Regions from separate parts of the Mus musculus genome. Here all the other regions are linked to region 1. A link is a contact called in public HiChIP or PLAC-seq and promoter capture Hi-C data. All regions are on one chromosome and are shown on one strand. Each heading gives the region's core, a stretch centred on a gene start, on an enhancer-like site or on the middle of the called end of the contact. The rest is flanking DNA. Distances are from core to core; before and after follow the strand shown.

What was found. Promoter capture Hi-C pulls out the DNA fragments that hold promoters and counts their contacts. HiChIP or PLAC-seq counts read pairs in DNA pulled down with a chosen protein or histone mark.
Region 2: an HNF4G HiChIP or PLAC-seq map of pancreatic cancer cells shows a contact between it and region 1. The contact joins the promoter of Vps35l here to the promoter of Itpripl2 in region 1. A contact is called at or near these places in 3 of 39 promoter capture datasets (the C10 cell line, cranial neural crest and embryonic stem cells), 1 of 484 Hi-C or Micro-C datasets (embryonic stem cells) and 3 of 115 datasets of contacts at active chromatin or transcription factors (memory CD8 T cells, pancreatic cancer cells and pro-B cells).
Region 3: a promoter capture Hi-C map of embryonic stem cells shows a contact between it and region 1. The contact joins the promoter of Smg1 here to the promoter of Itpripl2 in region 1. A contact is called at or near these places in 14 of 39 promoter capture datasets (the 3T3-L1 cell line, 3T3-L1-derived adipocytes, the C10 cell line and 8 more), 3 of 484 Hi-C or Micro-C datasets (all in embryonic stem cells), 4 of 115 datasets of contacts at active chromatin or transcription factors (effector CD8 T cells, memory CD8 T cells, microglia and 1 more) and 2 of 9 other capture datasets (adipose tissue and liver).
Region 4: an H3K4me3 HiChIP or PLAC-seq map of bone marrow-derived macrophages shows a contact between it and region 1, with 5 times the contacts expected there. The contact joins the enhancer-like site here to the promoter of Itpripl2 in region 1. A contact is called at or near these places in 3 of 39 promoter capture datasets (the C10 cell line, the HPC-7 cell line and liver), 3 of 484 Hi-C or Micro-C datasets (Th1 cells, bone marrow-derived macrophages and muscle stem cells), 2 of 115 datasets of contacts at active chromatin or transcription factors (bone marrow-derived macrophages and trophoblast stem cells) and 1 of 9 other capture datasets (bone marrow-derived macrophages).
Region 5: a contact with region 1 is called in an H3K27ac HiChIP or PLAC-seq map of microglia, with 7 times the contacts expected there. The contact joins the enhancer-like site here to the promoter of Itpripl2 in region 1. A contact is called at or near these places in 6 of 39 promoter capture datasets (the 3T3-L1 cell line, 3T3-L1-derived adipocytes, the C10 cell line and 3 more), 2 of 484 Hi-C or Micro-C datasets (the HPC-7 cell line and nephron progenitors), 3 of 115 datasets of contacts at active chromatin or transcription factors (microglia, pro-B cells and stem cell-derived neural progenitor cells) and 1 of 9 other capture datasets (pancreatic islet).
Region 6: an HNF4G HiChIP or PLAC-seq map of pancreatic cancer cells shows a contact between it and region 1. The contact joins the enhancer-like site here to the promoter of Itpripl2 in region 1. A contact is called at or near these places in 14 of 39 promoter capture datasets (the 3T3-L1 cell line, 3T3-L1-derived adipocytes, the C10 cell line and 9 more), 6 of 484 Hi-C or Micro-C datasets (3T3-L1-derived adipocytes, differentiating embryonic stem cells, embryonic fibroblasts and 1 more), 13 of 115 datasets of contacts at active chromatin or transcription factors (astrocytes, bone marrow-derived macrophages, embryonic basal ganglia and 8 more) and 3 of 9 other capture datasets (adipose tissue, embryonic stem cells and liver).

Annotation. Positions count from the first base shown.
Region 1 is chr7:118,490,382-118,493,566 of GRCm38.p6, forward strand. It overlaps Itpripl2 (inositol 1,4,5-triphosphate receptor interacting protein-like 2), which reads right to left and starts at 1,594. Exons shown (of 1, transcript NM_001033380.3): 1 at 1-1,594. The coding sequence starts at 953.
Region 2 is chr7:118,738,783-118,741,967 of GRCm38.p6, forward strand. Vps35l (VPS35 endosomal protein sorting factor like) reads left to right here and starts at 1,489. Exons shown (of 31, transcript NM_027815.4): 1 at 1,489-1,993. The coding sequence starts at 1,893.
Region 3 is chr7:118,241,939-118,245,123 of GRCm38.p6, forward strand. Smg1 (SMG1 homolog, phosphatidylinositol 3-kinase-related kinase (C. elegans)) reads right to left here and starts at 1,699. Exons shown (of 63, transcript NM_001031814.1): 1 at 1,267-1,699. The coding sequence starts at 1,352. 4930583K01Rik (RIKEN cDNA 4930583K01 gene) reads left to right here and starts at 1,969. Exons shown (of 2, transcript NR_027879.1): 1 at 1,969-2,027; 2 at 2,790-3,185.
Region 4 is chr7:118,273,768-118,276,952 of GRCm38.p6, forward strand. All of the region lies in intron 2 of Gm34999 (a long non-coding RNA gene), which reads left to right. Among named protein-coding and RNA genes, the nearest start is that of Gm23229, 4.5 kb to the right of the region's middle. Within about 2 kb of position 1,709, at least 94 of the 459 cell types and tissues checked have an H3K27ac peak or open chromatin away from gene starts, as enhancers often do. A contact at or near this core is called in the HPC-7 cell line, Th1 cells, bone marrow-derived macrophages and 2 more, where this site is marked.
Region 5 is chr7:118,689,129-118,692,313 of GRCm38.p6, forward strand. Gde1 (glycerophosphodiester phosphodiesterase 1) reads right to left here. Exons shown (of 6, transcript NM_019580.4): 5 at 2,455-2,666; 6 at 1-22. Among named protein-coding and RNA genes, the nearest start is that of Gde1, 15 kb to the right of the region's middle. Within about 2 kb of position 1,658, at least 18 of the 459 cell types and tissues checked have an H3K27ac peak or open chromatin away from gene starts, as enhancers often do. A contact at or near this core is called in microglia, where this site is marked.
Region 6 is chr7:118,308,367-118,311,551 of GRCm38.p6, forward strand. No RefSeq gene overlaps it. Among named protein-coding and RNA genes, the nearest start is that of Gm35083, 17 kb to the right of the region's middle. Within about 2 kb of position 1,590, at least 14 of the 459 cell types and tissues checked have an H3K27ac peak or open chromatin away from gene starts, as enhancers often do. A contact at or near this core is called in pancreatic cancer cells, where this site is marked.

The DNA of each region.
Region 1 (3,185 bases), core at 344-2,843:
CCATCACCCAGGTGGACAGCAGGGATGAGGCGCACGGCCATGGAAAGGCGGCAGCAGCCATAGTCCGTGCGGCAAGGAAGGATGTGGAGGGTGGGGGGCTGCTCCAGACTGCCTGGGGTCAGGCTGACCCGACAGCGACCCTCCAAGCTGTAGCGCACAGTGGCCAAGGAGCGCTGTAGGTGCGCCTGGAACCAGCGCAGTACCAGGGTAGCTGAGAGGTGGCGACGGCCCTGCACATCCACACAGAAGCCTTCAGCGAAGGGTTTGCAGTCGCGATGCCACTGGCCCGTCGAGGCCCCCGATGGCGAGGGTGGTGCCTTGAGGGCGCACACGAAGCAGCTGCGGAAGGCTGGGGTCAGCGAGGGTTCGGTCCCCAGGCTCCGCGGCTCCAGCGCCACCTGCGGCGGGAGTCGCAGTGGCACCAACACGTCGAAGCTGTCGGGTCGGCGGATTTTATGCTGTTCATAGGCGCTGCCCACCTGGATGAAGTCTCCCCGGAAGGCCAAAGCCAGTGCTCCCCCGGTGATGAGGCCTGGAGACCCTCGGGCCCGGCCAGCTTGCACTAGTTCCCCCACAATCCGGCTCACATGTGCCTTGCTGTGACCTAGCACATGCGGCGACAGGCGCACTTCGTGCTCATAGTAACTCTCCAGTAAGATGCTCAGGCCTGGCTCTTGCAAGGATCTGGCTGAGAAGTTGGCATGACCACGCGGGCGGGAAGAGCCTGGCAACAGGCGCTGGCGGATGGCGTGGCGACATCGTAGGAGGATGTAGCCGAGGAGAAGAAGGATGGCCACCTTGAGCAACGGGAAACCGCTGTCTGCGCCGTCGGGGGACTCGGCCCGGGCATCCTCGCTGCTGCGTAGGGCATGGTAGAGGCACACCAGCGCCGTGCACAGCCCGGTCACCAAGGGCCAGAAGACCCGCAGGTTGAGCGTGTACCGCACGGACATGCCGGGAGACCGGGCGGCCCAGGGCGCGAGCCCGGGTGGTGTCCCCTGCCCAGCATGCGCGCAGCGTCCCGGAGGCCCCGAGGCCCCCGTGTCCTTGGCCTTGAAGGAGGCTCCCCGCTCGCAGCGCCGGGGCCAGCAGCCCCGCTGCTCTGCCTCCACTCTTAGCTCAAGTTCCCCTTCCAGGCGCCGCCCGCGCAGCTCGCTCCGGCCCCTGACCGCGCCCTGTCCCTGTCCCGCTCAGTCCCAGCCGCGCTGCCCTGGGCTGGCTTCTGCCCCGGACTCCTACCCTACCCTGGGCGGCCCTCCTGGCTCCGCCACAGCTGTGCACAGGGGCGATCGGCCGGGTTACTCGGGTCCCGGGATTTTCTTCTTTCGGAGGGGAAGGCCGCGCCGGGCAGCCGGGAGGAAATGCCGGAGTCTGGAGCCTCGCGGGGAGGGCGGCCCCCTCCCAGCCTCCGCCTGGTTCGACGTCGGGTGGCCAGAGGGACTTCGGGACTTGCGGGAGACTGCACTCCCGAGGGCTACTCCTGGGCCCCCTCCTGGAAGGCAGAACGGGGAAGGCCTGGTTCCGGGGCGGTGGCTGCATCTGATCCCGCACTTACTGGGAAGTTGCTGGAGGAAGGCTTGCAGCCCCACCGCCCGGCCCTCCCTTCGCCCGGCCCCACCCCCAACGAGTCCCGCTGGCGGCGTGGCAGGCTCGGGCGGAAGTGGCCCCTAGCTGTCTGCCGCTGTGCTGTCTTGTAAACCTCTGTAGAGTACCTACTAAGCACTAGACAGGAGCCTAAGGGCTGGGAATGCAGTTGATAGTGTGGAGGTTCTCTTGCCTGTTATTCAAGCTCACAGTCTGGTAAAACGGGACTACGAACAGAGAAGGGTGGTGATGACTGCCTCTGATCCCGAGGCTGGAGTCATGAGTTCAAGACTAGTCTGGGCTACATAGACTGTCTCAAAAACAAAGATTCCCACCAGCAGATGTTCTGAAAGGAAGCTGAATGAAGGAGTACAGGTTGATCTTCCAAAGGATGATCCTCAGAGTCCTGCCCCAAACTGTAGGGTGTCTGACGAGGTAGTGTTGGATCTGAGACCTGGGAGAGCTGGTGCAAAGCGATAATGATAGTTTTTGCAGGACAGGAGACAGGTTTGATGCCCAGCCTCACCACCTGAGTTTGATTCTCAAACCTGCATAGTGGAGGGAGAGAAGTGTTCTGCAAGTTACCTACCCTCTGACCTCCTCGTATATGCAAGCACACACACACACACACACACACACACACACACACACACACACACACACTTACTTTAAAAAGGAAAGAAAAGAAAGAAAGAACTGTGTTTTGGTTTTGGTTTGCCTTATACCTGCATCAGTCACATGGTACATACTTACTCTGTACTTTAATGCTAATCCATACTGATAAGACCTTAGTGCTAATATCTATTGCCAATAAGTAGTATCTTCTCAGATTTTCTGATACTAGAGTCCAGCCAGGTTCCAAAGATCACCCAAAGTCACACAGCCTTTGCAGAGCTGTGCTTCCATCTAGAGGAGTCAGAAGGCAGGGTGGCCAGGGAAGAGGTCCATGTGTCCTTTGGGCATTTTTTTTTTTTCTGAGTCCTTTGTGAGGACTCTTACAAACCTGGAAAGCCTGCGCTTTTTCATAACACGAAAGTCCCAGGAACAATTTGAATGTATTTGAATAGTCGTCTGTATTTGTTCACACTTATTACACCTTGCTGCTGTATAAGGGGAGCAAGGGTAAATGACTTAGAGCATATGGGATCCCAACCATAGAACCAGGATAGAGGGTCATCCCAGCATTAGTCCAGGAGATCCTGACTGAACTAGTCAGGCTAAGCAGAAGTGTGTGTGTGTGTGTGTGTGTTCACTCACATTTATATGTGAAAGCCATAAGTTAACCTTGGGTGTTATTCCTCAGTGTCATTCCTTGGGTGCTATTCCGCCTTGGGTTTTGAGACAGGGTGTCTCACTGAACCTGAGGTTGCTGTTTCGGTGGCCAGCAGCTCCAGGCATTGGCTTGTTTCTACCTCCCCAGTGCTGGAGTTTCACATTCGGGCCATCGTGTGCTGCTCCTCCATACCTGCCTCCTCCTCACAGAGGTTCTGTGGATGGAACAAGGGTCTTCGTGCTTGTGAGGCGAGTGTTATACTGACTGAGCCATCTCCCCAGCCACTGGATTTATTTTTAGATCCCATGTATGCTGTTGCCAGAGTCCA
Region 2 (3,185 bases), core at 239-2,738, 250 kb after region 1:
CAATGTAAGCAAAGGAACAAAATGTTTCCATTTAAAACTGCTCTCTATATTCAGTGTTTTTCCATGGCCCTTCTCCAGTTTCTTTAAAAGATTCTTTTTTTTAGACTTAGTTATTTGATGTATATAAATATTTTGCCTGTATGTGTGTCTCTATACCACATGTACCTCTGTAGGCCAGAAGAGGGCATCAGATCCCCTGGGACTGGAGATACAGATGGTTGTGAGTTTGGGTTCTAGAAATCAAATCTGGGTTTTCTGGAAGAACAGCAAGTGCTTACCAGATAACGCATTTCTCCAGCCCAGATTTTACAGTTCTTTAGGGACACTGACAGAGATGCCACAAAACCATGGTCTTAGCATGTGGTAAGAAGAACCCTTTAGTTATCTATCCTTTCCAGAAATGTAGCCTGTTTTATGATAGTTCCCCATCATCTATTTTATACATAAGATGGGATGGGTTTGACGAATGTACGAAGGACAATTGGTCCCCTGCCTTTAGTGCCTCATAGTTGCTTCTTACCACCCAAACTGCTACCATTCTTTCAAAGGAACCACCAACAGCAGTGTCCCCTAGAATTGTACACACAACTATCCCAGAGCCACTGTTTTACAGTCCCCAGGCAAGTGGCATGCCCATTTACAGTAGATGCCCTGCTCTGTTATAGACCAGGGTCAGCGCTACAGAGAGAAAGGCTCTGAGAGCAAAGGCCAACCAAGAGCAGCCTGTCTTGCCTGCCTCACTAACTACAGCATCTGAGGTTTGCCCCGGAGACAGGGATTTTATAACCTCCTGTCACCTTAGCAGTTAGCTCAGTTTCACAGAGGAAGAAACTGGGACTCTGAAAATGTCAGTCCTAGTTAAAGTATATTCCGTTGCCTTTTCCAGAACGCATAAGAGGATGCTGCTCTTTCCATAAGGAAATGCACTTGGGAGTAGAACCAGGATGGTATGAATAGACAGTCTGCTAATTTCCCAGTCTTAATCCATTCTTATTTGAGTTAGAGTTTGACACTCACCAGCTTTGAGCATCAGTTTTCCAAAAACAAGTGATTAATGATAGATACTCCAGAAGTTTCTATTGAGAAGGGAGTGGGCAAAGTGCATTGAGTGCAGTCACCCTATCATAATTTATCCATGGGGGTGGGGTGGGGTGGGGCTTAAAACAGGAGCGCCAAAGTTCTGTGGTCAAGAACAGAACTTGCTTGCCCGTATTCGGACGTAGATTGTCAGTAGTGGGGGGAAAATGCCCAAAGTGTTCATCCTTACGAAGCATGAAGAGAACCCACACCAAACAGAATTCACTTCATAATCACTTGTGTCTGGCCCTCAGCAGGGATGGGTGTGTGCACTCCTTTTTGTCACTAGAGGGCGCAGGCGGGCCAAGCAGCCAGTGGCGTCTTACCCCTTACAAGACTGGGGGGCGGTGTGTGTGTGTGTGTGTGTGTGTGTGTGTGTGTGTGTGTGTGTGTGTGTGTGTGTGAATGGGATGGCTCAGAAGGTAATGGCATCGTGTGTGTGTGTGTGTGTGTGTGTGTGTGTGTGAATGGGATGGCTCAGAAGGTAATGGCATCTAGTGCCAAGCGAAGAAAGGACCAACACCTGTCCGTTATCCACTGACCTCCGTGCACATATTTACATAATACGAATGGGATTTAAGCAAGGCGTGGTGATGCAGGCCTTTAATCCCATCATTCGGAGGCAGACGTAAATGGATTTCTATTAACAAAATAAAAAGAAAAAATAAAATCAAGGCCGATGACGGAGCTTGGGTTTTGCCGGGCCATTGCCCGATACAACTGCGGAGGATCGGAATCCGGAGGAAGTTGCCCCTCACAATCATGGCGGATGACGGAGCCCGGGATCTTCAGAGCGGAAGCTGCCCTTCACAATCATGGCGTCTGGGGCGGGGCCGAGCTTCCCTGGATGTGAGAAAAGGGGCTGGACGCGGAAAACAGGCGATCATGTGACTGGGAAGATGGCTGTCTTTCCCTGGTAAGGAAAAACCCGCTAGTAGGCTTCGGGGAGGGCTCCTCTCAGTGGGGGTGGGCAGTCCTCCTTGTTGGGATCGGTGGCCTCCGTCCCCGCCCGGGCTGTCAGGACTACGGAAGAGCAGAACCGCTGTCAGTACTCTGCTCCTCTCCTCTGTTCCGCAGCTCCTTCACTCAGACGGACTCCATCCAAGGCTTCCGCCTCCTTGGGAGACGTTGGCACGCCTGGGAGTTCTGGGGAAGGGGATGAATTCGCCCGGAGTCTGCACCTGGGAGACCTGGTCGCTTGTTCCTTGAGCTCCTTAGACTTTCTCATCTGTAAAGTGGGACCATTCACCCTACTCTATGTAGGGTCCCCAGACACGCTTCTTTACCTCGTTGTTCAACGTAGTAGAACGTATTAGAGAGAGGACACGCCCAAAGGAGAGAGGGGGCAGTCAGTCAACTCCCCTGGCGGCTTGGGTAGACTGCAGAGAAGAGCCTTCAACTGGGTCTTGCAGGATGCATACGAGCTCACCAAGCAGGAAGGAATAGTGTGTACCCAAGTGACTGGCATACGGGCCTTTTTGTGCTTAGAAGTGAGGTGACCTTTAGGTTGTCACAGGTGATTTGTGTCGATAAAGAACCCACATAGGATAAGCGGATGATAATGTGGTTGGACGTTGGAGACCTTGCATCTCAGGGGCAAAATTTCTGCGTTTGAGCATGAAAGAAATTTGTAGCGCTAGGCCTTGAACATAACCAACATCAACCCTCTGGCTTTTTGGCCGGACACTTTAATTCACTCCACCCTGCAGACTCTTAAGTGACCACTTAAGGACACAGCACGTCAGCGTGGTGCCGTATCACACCGTGGGTTGGCTTCACCTGCTTGTGCTGGCTTAACCTTGGATGTTTTCGTTTTCCATACTGCTGAGACCCCAGCTCTGCTCGTGCCTATGGTCTCTGTAGCCGTCTCTCTTGAGCAAGTGTGTGGGAGTGCACGCCCATCTTTCAGTTTTACCCACTGACTTCGTGTTCTTTAATGAGAGAGACAGAATTGTGTCCGTCTTCTTCCCGGTGATTGTTCCTGTCGATGCATGAGGGAGCTGATGAGGCCCAGGGGAAGTGTGCCTCTGCTCCAGAGAGCGCATTTCTCAAGGGACGTGCTTAGTGGTCAGCGTTAGCCTCTTAGCTAACTTAGTTAACCAAGTCCG
Region 3 (3,185 bases), core at 449-2,948, 250 kb before region 1:
CTTAAAATCAAACCTCACACATTTCAATAACAGTGAAATCAAAGCATGTCAATGAAAAGAATGTCAACTTGTTTTATTTAACGCACTGCACAAACCTTCATGCAGGGCAAGTCAAAGCGATGATTTTGCAAACACTCCTTATAACTGCTTCAAATCTCAAATCTAGACTTAGGCATTCGTTTTTACAATCATTTAGTCACAAACATCAGTTCTCAAGAGACACAATGTTTAGGAATGCACGTTAAACAAAATAAGTGTACCCCTATTAGCCAAAGAGCATTTTAATTTCTCTACCAACTCTTAAAATGTAACACACTAACTTCTAAAATACTCCACTTCCAAGCTGTTCTGAAATTAGGAGGATCTACTAGAAAGCAAGACCAACACCAAAAAGTGTACGCTTTCCATTCACGTGGCCATTCTGAACAACGGAGTGTACTTCAAAGAATACATCAACTTCTACTGAAAGACAGGTTTTATACATTTAGGAAGTCCTAGGCACTGTTAAAGCTCAAGTAGTCTCTGAATACTTGAAGCCTTTACTCAGCAAAGAATGGGAACCTACATTAAGTATAACCAGTCCATAATCAGAAAGAACTGACTAGAAATAGTTTTTCTTTCGTATTTTTCTCTTAATATTTTAAATCCAACCAGACTCCAATTCCTTCATGCAAAACGAAATTTCTCTACTCCTGAGAATACAAATTCACTCCAAAGCGCCCTGGGAAATTACTGTTTCCAGAAAAACTATTTCTGCAGTTGGGGAAAACTTAAAATGCCCCAGTGCCTGATTGTGTCGATTTCATTCACAGTCCCATAATCTCATCTTTTGGTCGACTAACATCCTGTCTAAAGTCAGAGGAAGACCTCGGTAGAGTTCTCAGCTTTTAAAATACATTAATTAACACGTGGGAGTCCAGAAGGACGCAGAGTTAAGGTGGTCTTTGGCATGAGGACTGGACGCGGAGCCGAGGAAGTTAATAGGTAACAGGGAGGGTTCCTGGACCTCAAATCTCAACTTGGAGTTAGACGGCAGTGGAACGTCCTCCTCCACCCAAGCTCAGAGCCACTGCTCCAGCCATCCGGCTGAGGCGGCCAGCCGGGCACAGAGGCCTCCGCTGCCCGCAGCTTTCCTGCCGGACCAGGCCCGGAGGACACCCAGGAAGCCGCGCCCGGCTCCAGGGACCGCGGGCCTAGGCCGCGCCTCCCAGTCCCGCGGGCCTAGGCCTCGGCCAGCTCCAGGCGAGGCTCGACGCGGTCACCCACCTGGGTTGCCAGTCATTCCAGCTCCGCGGGTACTTGGTGCCGCCGCCGCCGCTGCTCAGCCGAGACCCCGGGGCTCTGCGGCTCATTACCTTCCCCGACACGACATGGCCAAGCGCCGCCGCCCGAAGAAGCGCGAGTCGCCGCCTGAACCGGCCGCCGCCGACACTGCGATCTGGCCCGGGGCTGAGGAGGAAGCCGCGGAGGGGGCGGCGGAGGGCGGGGGAGGCGGACGGCCGTTCCGGGTTCCGCTGGAGCCCGCAACGCAGGAGCAGGAGGCGGGAGCGGCGCGGCGAGGGGGAGGCGGAGGCAGGCGAGGCGACGTCTCTTCCAGGGCAGCGCGCGGCCCGCGACGCTGGGGCCCAGGAGGACGAGGACAGCGAGGAGGCGGTGGCGGCGGCTCCTCACGCTCACACGGCCACGGCTTCCCCGCCTCCCGGCTCCGCCCGCCGCGCCGCCGCTGCCGCACGGCATGCTGGGAGCGAGGGGCGGTGCCGGCGCCCTAGGAGCCTGGAGAGGGGCGGGGCTCGGGGTGAAAGGCGGGGCTATTGGTCACAGAATATGGACTAGAGGCGGGGCTTATGACAGGGGTAGGGTCACCTAGGAGGGGCGGTGCCGGCGCGCCCCAAGCCTGGAGAAGAAGGGCGGGACTAGTTGGGGCGTGGTCTGTGGCTGCTGAACCTGGAGAGGGGAGGGGCGAAAGTCAAAAGGCGGGACCTGCTCGAGAGGCACTGGAGTTCTGAGAGCCTAGACTTCAAGGCGAGGTCCGCGTTCGCGTAGCTAAAAGGGGTGGGGCTTTGAGGAGAAGGCGAGAACTACTGGAGAGCAGGGACCCGAGCGGACCTCCCTGGGCCTCCTGAGCAGCAGCTCTGTCTGCGGGTGGTAGAGAGCAATGTGGACTCGTCGCGGGGCATCATGGGAGAGGGGATCTCCACCCCGGGTCCACACACGCCCTCCCATACACTCGGAGGACCGGCAGTCAGGTGTGAACAGGCGTCCAATGGAGGACAGGAGGGGGAGCGTGCCCTTGAGCGCTAATGCGCGCACACAGATGTGCCCTTGGCGCTCACGTGCGTCCACCTGCCTGCCACCGTCTTAAGGGAAAAAGTCAGAATAGTAAAATCGAGGAAGGGGAAGTGAAAGCGACACCTTTTCAACCCCTACCTGAAATGTCATGCAGTCCTGGTACATATTTTCCAAAAGTGAAAAACAACGCCTGCTTCCTGCCCCATGAACTGTGCTCTGTAATCTGGTTCCTTCTAGTAGTAAGAGGCCTGTTACCCACACTCTCCTGAAAGAATTCGATAAAGCACTGGGCACATTATGTGAACGCAATATACTCCTTTGTGTGCGTGTTTACATGTGAAGTACAGAGAACAACCTCAAGTGTTGCTCATAAGCCTCCAGCTACCATGTATTTTGAGGCAAGGTCTCTCTCTCACTAGCTGGCCAGAGAGCCCCACGAATCTTCTGTTTCCTCAACGCTGGCTTTACAAACGGTGACACCATTTCTGGCTTTTTTTCAGGTGGTTTCTCGTGTGTGCGGGGCAAGCACTTTAATGACTGAGCTATCTCCCTAGCTGCAGGCTCAACTTTAAAAATAGCCGAGATACACATCAAGCAAGTATTTAAACCTTTTCCACATAAAGTTTTTAGGCCATCCATCGTTTTGCCTCACAAGAGAAGTATGTATACATCACTTAAGTAATTCAAAATTGTTACCAAGGACATGGCTCAGAAAGTAGAATGCTCAAAGCAGGAGCAAGCACGAATCACTGGGTTCCATCCCCAGCACCCCATAAATGCAGCATGACGATGTGTCTGTAACCCTAGCATTCAAGAAATGGAAACCGGAAGTTGTTCAGGCTCACCTTCCGCAAACCTGGCCTACATGGGACACTGCCTACCCAACCCCCAAGAAA
Region 4 (3,185 bases), core at 459-2,958, 220 kb before region 1:
GGGGTCTCTCATTGAACTTAGAGCTAGGCTGGTAGACAGTAAGCCTCAATTATCTTTCTGTCTCTAACTCCAGAAGCCCTGGGGTCACAGGTATACTAAGGCCAAGTTCAGCTCTATTTTACAGGTTTTTAAATTTAGATACTCTCTCTTGTGCAGCAATTGCTCTTACCAGCCAAGCTATCTCCTTAGACCCCTGGAATTCTTTGTTCTAAAGAGAACATTATTCAAAGAGCTTCCTCAGCCTAGAGCTCTGTGTGTGCCCCTTCCCTCCCCCCTTTTCTCCTTTATTCACCCCAGACAAATGTTTACTGCTGAGCTATTATACATCCCCAGCCTGTCCTATTCTTCTGAGATTCATGTCCTCACAACATGGACCTTCTGACAAGTAAATGTGGCTTGGGATTGGCTTCTCAATTGAGCGCCCTTTGAGGAATTTGACAACTTGGAGGCAGAGAGTTGGGAGCTGTTTATATAATAATGTGGCCTGAAAACAAGCAGGAGCGTTTGTTCGATCGTGGGTTTTGTAGTTACTCCTGCTGCAGAGTCTCCTTCACAAGAGGAAAGCCCTTTACCATCAGCCATTTAGAGAGAAGCCATGTGCTGCTCTGTGGGCTGTGTTCTCCTCCAGCAGGTGCTTTCCGTAACTGGCTGGTTTGCAATGCTTGGGTAACTCCATAGTTTGACCAGGCATTTCCAGATCTTCCCTGGGAGAAAAGAGCCATTGGCTGCGGTTCCTAGGGGAAAACCAGCTCTGACAGCAAAGCTTTTCGAACCCAACCTGTAACTTACACATTAGGAATTGCCACAGGTGATTCTAGTTAGAAGCACCCCTCACTCCAAGGGGTTGACAGCGTCAGTACAGAAGCAGTTTAGGTCACCAGCATCCACAGAGCCACCCTAGGGTCTCAACATGCTTTCTCCTTTGGCCTCATCTGTTGAAAACCCAGATCCCAAAATGTTCTAGAAGCAGTGGTTCTCAGCCTTCCTGATGCTGCGACCCTTTAAGATAGTTCCTTGTTTTGTGGTGACTCCCAATCATAAAATTATTTTTGTTGCTATTTCATAACTGTAATTTTGGTACTGTCATGAATTGTAATGTAAATCTCTGTGTTTTCCAATGGTCTTAGGTGACCCCTGTGAAGGGGTTGTGTGACCCCCAAAAGGGTCGCAGTCCCATAGGTTGAGAACCGCTGCTTTAGAAGGTAAGGCTTTGAGAGCTGGAGATGTTAGCTCAGTTGGCAGAGTGCTTGCCAGGCATGCAGGAAGTCCTGGTTCCTCCCAAAGCATGGGGCAAACACCCAGGTGGTGGTGCATGCCTGCAATTCTAGCATTGAGAGGTAGAGGCCGGGATGGTCAGGCTGTGGAAACTGAGTCCACGAGAAGAGGACTAGTACCCTTAAGAGAGAGGCCTCGCCCTGATATAGCTACCTTTTTACATTACTGTGAAAAAATTTGAAGAGAAGAGAAAGAGTTATTTGGGCTTACAGTTTGAGCAGTCTTCATTTACAACAGCAGAGAAGGCACAACAGACTTCACACTGTGGAGAATGTGTCTAGGATTCCTCAAATTTCCACAGAGCAGGAAGCAGAGACAGAGAGGGGAAGAACTTGGGTTAGAAACAGGCTTGACTATGACCTGTAAGGCGAGGCTCTACTGATCCACTTCCTGTAGTCACGTTCCACATTGTAAGGTTCTCCAATCTTTCTGAACGGTGCCACCACGTGGAGACCAAGTGTTCAAACACTGTAAGGACATTTCGCATTCAAACCATTACCCCTACTGTGGGAAGGTATAGTACAAAAGTTATAGAAGTTAGGTCCTCCTCAGACACTGCATCTGTTGGTGTCTCGACACTGGACTTTCTAGATGGTAGAATTCTGAGAAATGAATTGCTGTTTGTAAGCCGCCAGTCTATCCCAGTCTGTAACATCACGCTGTAGCCTCCCACACAAAGACAAGCATCTACTGGTACATATGGTTCTCTGCTCCTTTGTTTATTTGTTTTGTGAGTCAGAGTCTGGACTATTGTTTGTTTGTTTGTTTTTAAACAGAATTTCACTATGTAGCCTGGCTAAAACTAACGTAGACTAGCCTAGCTTCAAATTCACAGAAATACACCTGACTTTATCTCCCAAGCCCTAGGCTTACAAACTTGAGTCATCCCTTGGGCCTTATTTGATTGACAGACAGGGAGCTCGTCTTGCAGTAGGCTTGGGAGGTGCCACTGCCCATTACTGCACCAGAACCCAGAGTGATCAGCCTAACGGAACCTGCTTTTCCTCAGGCTTTTCTGGAAGTCTGATTGCACAGTTAGTTATTATTTATGGTGGTATGTCTCAGGCTTCTCCCCATTTATTTAACTATCAGCTTAGAATGGATACCCAACTCCTTACTGACAGAATATATGTAACAGGCACAGCTACAACGGCACAGCCATGTAGTGTGTTCGTAGAGCGGGCAGAACTGGATTCTGAAGGAGCCCTGGGATCTCCTTATTGGTCATTACAGGTGACCTGTGCCCTCAGTGTTTTCTCTGGATTCCAAATTCTGCAGAAGAAAAGGGAGGCATTAGGTCCCCAACTTGTAAAAGCTGAGAAGTCCCAAATCAAACTCCAGAAAGAGTCCTACTTATCTTCTGTCTGTCTGTCTGTCTGTCTATCTATCTAGGTATCCCCCTCCCTCTCTTGAAATCTGCAACCCACAATCTTGGAGGCTAACAAGGGGAAAAGGATGAGGGGAGGGCTTCTCTTAGCCGCACAGACTCCTGGGACATCACTGTAAGCCTTTGACAAAGTTTGTACTCTCCAGCAGTAAATTTCTTTTTATTTATTTACTTATTTATTTTTAGAGACAGGGTTTCTCTGTGTAGTACTGGCTGTCCTGGAACTCACTCTGTAGACCAGGCTGGCCTCGAATTTAGAAATCCACCTGCCTCTGCCTCCCAAGTGCTGGGATCAAAGGTGTGCGCCACCACCAACCCGCTGGTAAATTTCTTTATGTTGTGTATTTCTTCACTTACTTATTTGACAGGTGGTCACGTGTCTAGGGTGTGAAACCGCTCTGTACCTGAGGACCTTGAACTTTTGATCCTCCAGCCTCCGACTTCCTTCGGAGTACTGGCCACCACACCCAGTTTCAGCTTTATTTTTGAGATAGAGCTTTGGTATGCAGCCCCGGCTGGACTC
Region 5 (3,185 bases), core at 408-2,907, 200 kb after region 1:
TGACCACTTCTTCAAATAGTCCCTGGAGAAAAGGGGAAAATCAGCCGTGTTAGAATGGACAGCTGTCCTGGAATTGAGAGCTCAAAGCATGTGCTCTGTGACTGCCAACTGCTCCCAGAGAGCCTCCAGCTGGCCTCCTACCGCAGTCAGAGGCTGGGAAGCAGGCACGGCTTATGTCTGCTTTACATCATCATCCGAGCTCACACACATCACAGTCACCAAGGGCTATCATCTCTGCCCTCTTACACCAACCACACTGTCCGTTTCTCTCTGTACTGCAGGAGCCTCCCTTTCAGGTCACCAGAGCTTCTCTGTCCTCCGCTCCTGGGGAAGAACAGCGCTCTACACCCTCCCTCAACGCTTTCTTCCTTGCAGTTCACAGGCAGAGCTTAGTTTGCTCCTGGCACCCTGTCCCATATCTGGTGAAAAGCTGAGAAGTCCTGAGTGTCCCCAGGTATGGGAAAGGTCACAATATAAAAGCAGCTGTTGTGACACAAACCAGAAACATACCTTCAAACAGCAAGCCTAGAACAACCACATTTTCTCAGATTTACAGGTGATTCAAGATGATTCAGTGACTTCCAGGCAGACAAAAGGCTCACAGCCCCCACTCCAGAACTGGTAATTTCTCAAGACAAATGAGCTACCTTGGCGTGTAGCTGAGACATCCTCAAGGAAGATGCCAGGTAACCACTCTGGTGAGGCCAGGTAAAGAGACCCAGGTGTGAGCCTCCCACCTCCACCATGCCCACTTCCTCACGTGCTCCCACAGCACTGGCCCGACAAGAGCAGGCCTGGATGTCCTTTACCCGCTGGCTGATAGAGAGGCTGGAGTGTGACCCTGGGCCTCGGGCACGCAGGGAGGCAGTCATCCTCAACTGTACCGCAGCGTCTCTTCACTTCTGTTTTATGCTCTCACTGGAGCCCGGGCTGCCCTTGAACATGCAATCCTTCTGCTTTAGCCTCCAGAGTTGCTTGACTTTCAGGCCTGTGCCACCGTGGTAACAATTACCATTCCCCTCCTTCTTCCTTGGGACACCTCCCTGTGCGAAACTAGATCAGAATACAAGGCCTATGCACTGCTGTCCTTGAAGCTGTTGATGGCGCTGTCTTTCACTATTGTTCTCATCTTAGATTTGAGACAGGGTGTCTCAATGAACCCGGAGATCGAAGCTCCAGCTAGACTGATTCCCAGAATCTGCTGCTCTAGCCACACACATGCTACTGCGCCAGTTTGCATCCGGCTGCTAGGAATGTGAACTCAGACCCCAAAGCTCGCACAGAAGCACTTACCCACTGGCAGCCCTCAGCTGTGGCTTTGTATTTACTAGACTCAAGGCTGGACTGGCATCCCTGTCCAATTGGACATGGAAGTCAAGGAGGCAAAGAGCGCGGCTCTGCTTCTTCACTACTGTACCCTCCGCTTCCTCATGCAGCACCTGACAGCACTGTTGGCCATAGCCAAATGGCTGCCAGAATAGCAAGCTGGAAGTCGGATGGAGCTACAGTGTGCGTCTACAGCTCTAAGGCTGCCACAGACAGCTCAGAGATGTCAGTAAGCGAGAGAACAGACAAGCAGAAGGGAGGATGGGAGCTAGAAGGCCATGGCCATACGCGGTTTCCGCTGTGGCACTTCCCTCCGTCTAGTTTCCCAAGGGAGCCAATCACAAGCAGTGCAATGTCACCACTTTCTAAAAATGCTTTACAACACTGGACTGGGGTTGGGCGGTGGTGTAAGCTTAATCCCAGCACTCACTGGAGAGGCAGAGGCAGGTAAATCTCTGTGGGTTTGAAGCCAGAGGTCTGCAGAGTGAGCTTCAGGACAGGCAGAGCTACACAGAGAAACCCTGTTTGATGAGGTGGGCTATGATGCATCAGCTCTGCCACACACATTTACACGGAGAGCAAGAACTTGCTGACATATTACATGATTAATATGTTATAAATTGTAATTTACTTTTAAAACATAATAAAAAATGCTTGTCATTCAAGAACCAGAGTTGGGTGTCCAGCAGCCACATAAAAACTGGGAGACATCACAGACCATCTATAGTCCCAGTGCTCAGGAGCTGGAGAAGATCCTGAGGAAAAGGTAGCTTCTCACAGGACCAGCTCCATCAGTGAGTCCCACACATACAACATACAAACACACACCACACATACAGGTACCACACATACAAACACTACACATACATACAGCACACATACAAACACTACACATACAAGCAGTAAACAAACAAACTAATGAAACAGAGTATCTGGTTAGCCTGTTGTGAATCAATGAACCATGTCTGACATCTTCCCACACACTTCCAGCAGCTGGCACTGCTCTAACTTACAGGCCAGGGGACCCATGAGTCACAAACAACTCAGTCTGCCCACTTCTTTAACGCCTCCTTTCCAGAAAAAGCACCCAGGACACCAGAAGCCAAGAGACAAAAACTTCTAACTTACGGGGAGACAAAATCCTTCTGCATGAGGAAGGCTGAAATCCCACACAGGTACCACAAGACATTGTGCATGCTCCAGTCCAGCAAGATGTCCAACACCACAAACACAGACTGCTTCCAAAAGACGCTGTAGCGAGGCTTCCCATCTCCAGTGTGGCTCAGGCTCCAAGGCCTGTGAGTTAGGGCTGTGATTACCTTCTGATCCGTTTGTCTCATCTGAAAAGGAATTTTGGAAAAGAAAATGATCATCTCTTAAGTCTATAATTTCTAAAAATTTTAGATTTACCAAATATTCATTTGATGAGGGCCCCATAGCGACCACGTTTGCCATCTCTCACAAGTCCTTTGAGAAACAAAGTAGATGTAGGTATGCAACGCCCACTACAATTGAGGGCCTCTTCCTCACAGTCCTACAGGAACTGCCCTATCAAACAGAGAGAACCTGGCTGCCGAGGGAGCCCAGCCTCAGCGTGGTGGCAGGCATGAGGCCCTCCCTAGGTGTAGTCAGAAACACACAGCAAGTGAGAGGGAGAGAAAATGCCAACCACAGGGTCAAGTTGTATTTGTTTGTTTGTCTGGGTTTCTGGAGATAGGGTCTTCTGTAGTTCAGGCTGGCCAACCACACCAAGCCTCCTGCCTTGGGCTCCTGAAAGCTGGGGGCTACAGATGTGCTCTCCACCATGCCCAACTTTCAAAGCCACACTTTAATAACGCTATGAAGATAAGCTTTTAATT
Region 6 (3,185 bases), core at 340-2,839, 180 kb before region 1:
TACTGTAGCTGTCTTCAGACATGCCATTCCCATTATGGGTGGTTGTGAGCCACCATGTGGTTGCTGGGATTTGAACTCAGGACCTTCAGAAGAGCAGTCAGTGCTCTTACCCACTGAGCCATCTCGCCAGCCCATGGCAGCTTTTTCTTTCACATCCTTTTTGTTGTTGTTGTTGGTGATGATGATGCTTTAGAGTCCAGGACTCTCACTTGCCAGGCAAGCGATTGCTACTGGGCTACAGCCCCAGCCTTCATCACGTCGACTTGAACAAACACCCGTGGATCTGGCTTGTTTCCAGATAGGTATTTAGTAAATGCCTGGTTGTGATAATAGTTATCACAAACTATTTATTTTAAAATGATCACACGGCATGACTGACCTTTTTGGAATGCATATCTGTACATTTTAATACATGTAGAGATTTCTTTAGTCACCATGAGAATATAAACAGTTTCATTGCCCACCCCCAACTTCCCATTTATTCTTTTATAATTACATTCTCCTCCCTCTCTTGGTTCCTTGCAAGTTCTTATATATTCTATGTCAGTGTAGTATTGTCTTTTAAAGAATGTCATAGAGGGGCCATTGAGACAGCTCAGTTGGTAAAGGATCTTGCCCTGACAACTTGGGTTTACTCCTGAACCCTAAATCTCCTTAGGAAGGAGAGACTCCTAAAAGTTGGACTCTGACCTCTATAGCATGCCAACACACATATAATAAACTAGTGTAATAAAAATAGGATGAGTACTGTATAGGCTTGTCTGACATGCTTTGTGCCTGGCGGCTTCAAGCCCGGTGCCCCCCAAACAACAAAAAGAACCACTTGGTTTCTTTTTATTGCTGAGTAGCACTTAATACATTTTGCTTTTGGTTTTGAGTACCTACTGTGTGCCAAGGACTGTGCTAAGTTCTAGAAGTATAACAGACGACGGGTCAGCTTTAATGGATGGAGGAAGAATGTGTGCCACTCATCTATACTCATGTGCAGACTGTTATTCAGCCATAAAGAGTGAAATGAAGTCGCAGTAAAATGGGTGGAACTGAAAATAAGCCAGACCCAGGAACAAATAGCGTATGTTTTCTGTCTTAAGTGAACTTTGCATTATAAAAAGTAAATAAAGCAGGTTCCAGGAGTGTGACACACACCCTTTTGAGAGTGGGAGAATCAGCAGAAAAGGAAGGGACAAAGGGATTGAGAGTCAGATGATTTTGACACAGACTGATGCTAAAAAAAAAAAAAAAAAAAAAAAAGGGAAAATACCACAAGCCTGCCATTCCGTACAAATATTATATGTAAATTGTTTTAATAAAAAAGAGGGCTGTGGAGGTGGCTCAGAGGGAAAAGAGGCTTGCTGACAAGCCTGACGGCCTGGGTTTGATCCCTGGGCTCTTCACGGTGGAAGGAGAGGATGGAATTCGTGGCGTTTTATGGATTCCTATGAGCGCCATAGCTGGTGTGTGCTCCCCACTCCCCATTAAACAAATAATCCTGAAGAAAAGGAAAGGAATGGGTGTGGTTCCTATCAGCTTGAGGTCACAGGCACTGAACCCCAGAGTCCTAAGGTCTACAGAGCTTACTGAGTTCTGAGCTACCCAAGGTGTGGTTCATGGGGCAGCAGGGCCTGCCTTCCTCAGAGTTGGTTAGAAGGCACCCTCTGGGCTCCACTGCAGACCCACGCAGCACAGCTGCTAGAACACCATCACCTGTAGATTCTGTACACATTTTTGAGCTTCTGGCCTGATCTTACCCTCCCAGACCTGCCCAGGACCCCCTCCATCCTTGTAGGAATGAATTCAGTGTCTGGGTCCCTTCTCTGTCCCCTCGGCCAGCCCTTTCCAGCAATAAGTAGCTCAAATTGTTTGCAGTTTTTCTTAGAATAAATGAAAATTTGCTTTATGTAAGTCCCACTCTACGGGGCTGGTTCTGACTTTCAGCTTAGTCCAAAATACACCGACTTCTTCTATCACATAATCCCTCTTTGGTTATTTACAGAGCTGGTGCGCTCGGCTCCAGGCTGCACACACTCGCAGCCACAGTCTTTCTTCATATTCATGTATTTGCCCACTTTGTATATTCTCATTTGTGCTTATGGTATTGAGAATCTCAACTCAGCCAACCTAAAGAAAAAAATTACAGTTTAAAAAATAGAACTTGTGGGACTGGAGAGATGGCTCAGTGGTTCAGAGCGCTTTGTGATCTATGGTGAGGACCCAAGCTTGGACCCCAGCACCCCTGTTGGTCGGCTCACAAACGTCTGTAACTCCGGGTACAAGGGGTCAGACATCTTTTTATGACCTTCATGGTACATTCACATACATGTGATATACACTCACATAAAATAATAGTAATAATAATAACACAAGATTTAAAAGATTGAGGATTAAATGGGCTCACTGGAATTGTTCTTCTGACTGTAAGCTATAAATGATGGGAAGACAACCTCGTGTATATGTGTGTATGTGCATGTATGTGTGCATGTTCATATATGCATCTGCACATGTGTGTGGAGGCTGAGGGTGATCTCAGGTGTCTTTGTTGGTGCTCTTCACCTTATTTTCTTGTTTTTGTTTGTTTTGTTGTTAAAATATTTATTTAGAGTAGTGTGTGTGTGTGTGTGTGTGTATGTGTGTGTGTGTGCATGTGTGTGCGTGTGTGTGTGTGTGTATGTGTGTGTGTATGTGCGTGTGTGTGTGTGTGTGTATGTGTGTGTGTATGTGTGTGTGTATGTGCGTGTGTATGTGTGCGTGTGTGTATGTGTGTGTGTGTATGTGTGTGTGTATGTGTGCATGTGTGTATGTGTGTGTGTATGTGCGTGTGTTTGTGTGTGTGTATGTGCGTGTGTATGTGTGTGTGTATGTGCGTGTGTATGTGTGCGTGTGTGTGCGTGTGTGTGTGTGTGTGTAAGTGCGTGTGTGTGTGTGCACGCACGCATGCCACACTGCACATATGGGGATCTGAGGACGACTTTTAGGAGTCAGCTCTCTTTTCCCACCATGTTTTGGAGGTGGTCTCTCCTCTCTTCTCCCTGCAGGAGCGCTGCCCTTGAGGTTACAGACCTGAGCCACAGAATCCAGCTCTTTTCCAGAGGAACAAACTGTGTTTATCAGGGTGGAGAGCCAAGTGCTCTCACCCACTGAACCCCCTAAGCCAGCAGCCTGCAACCCCGCATTTATTTATTTATTTA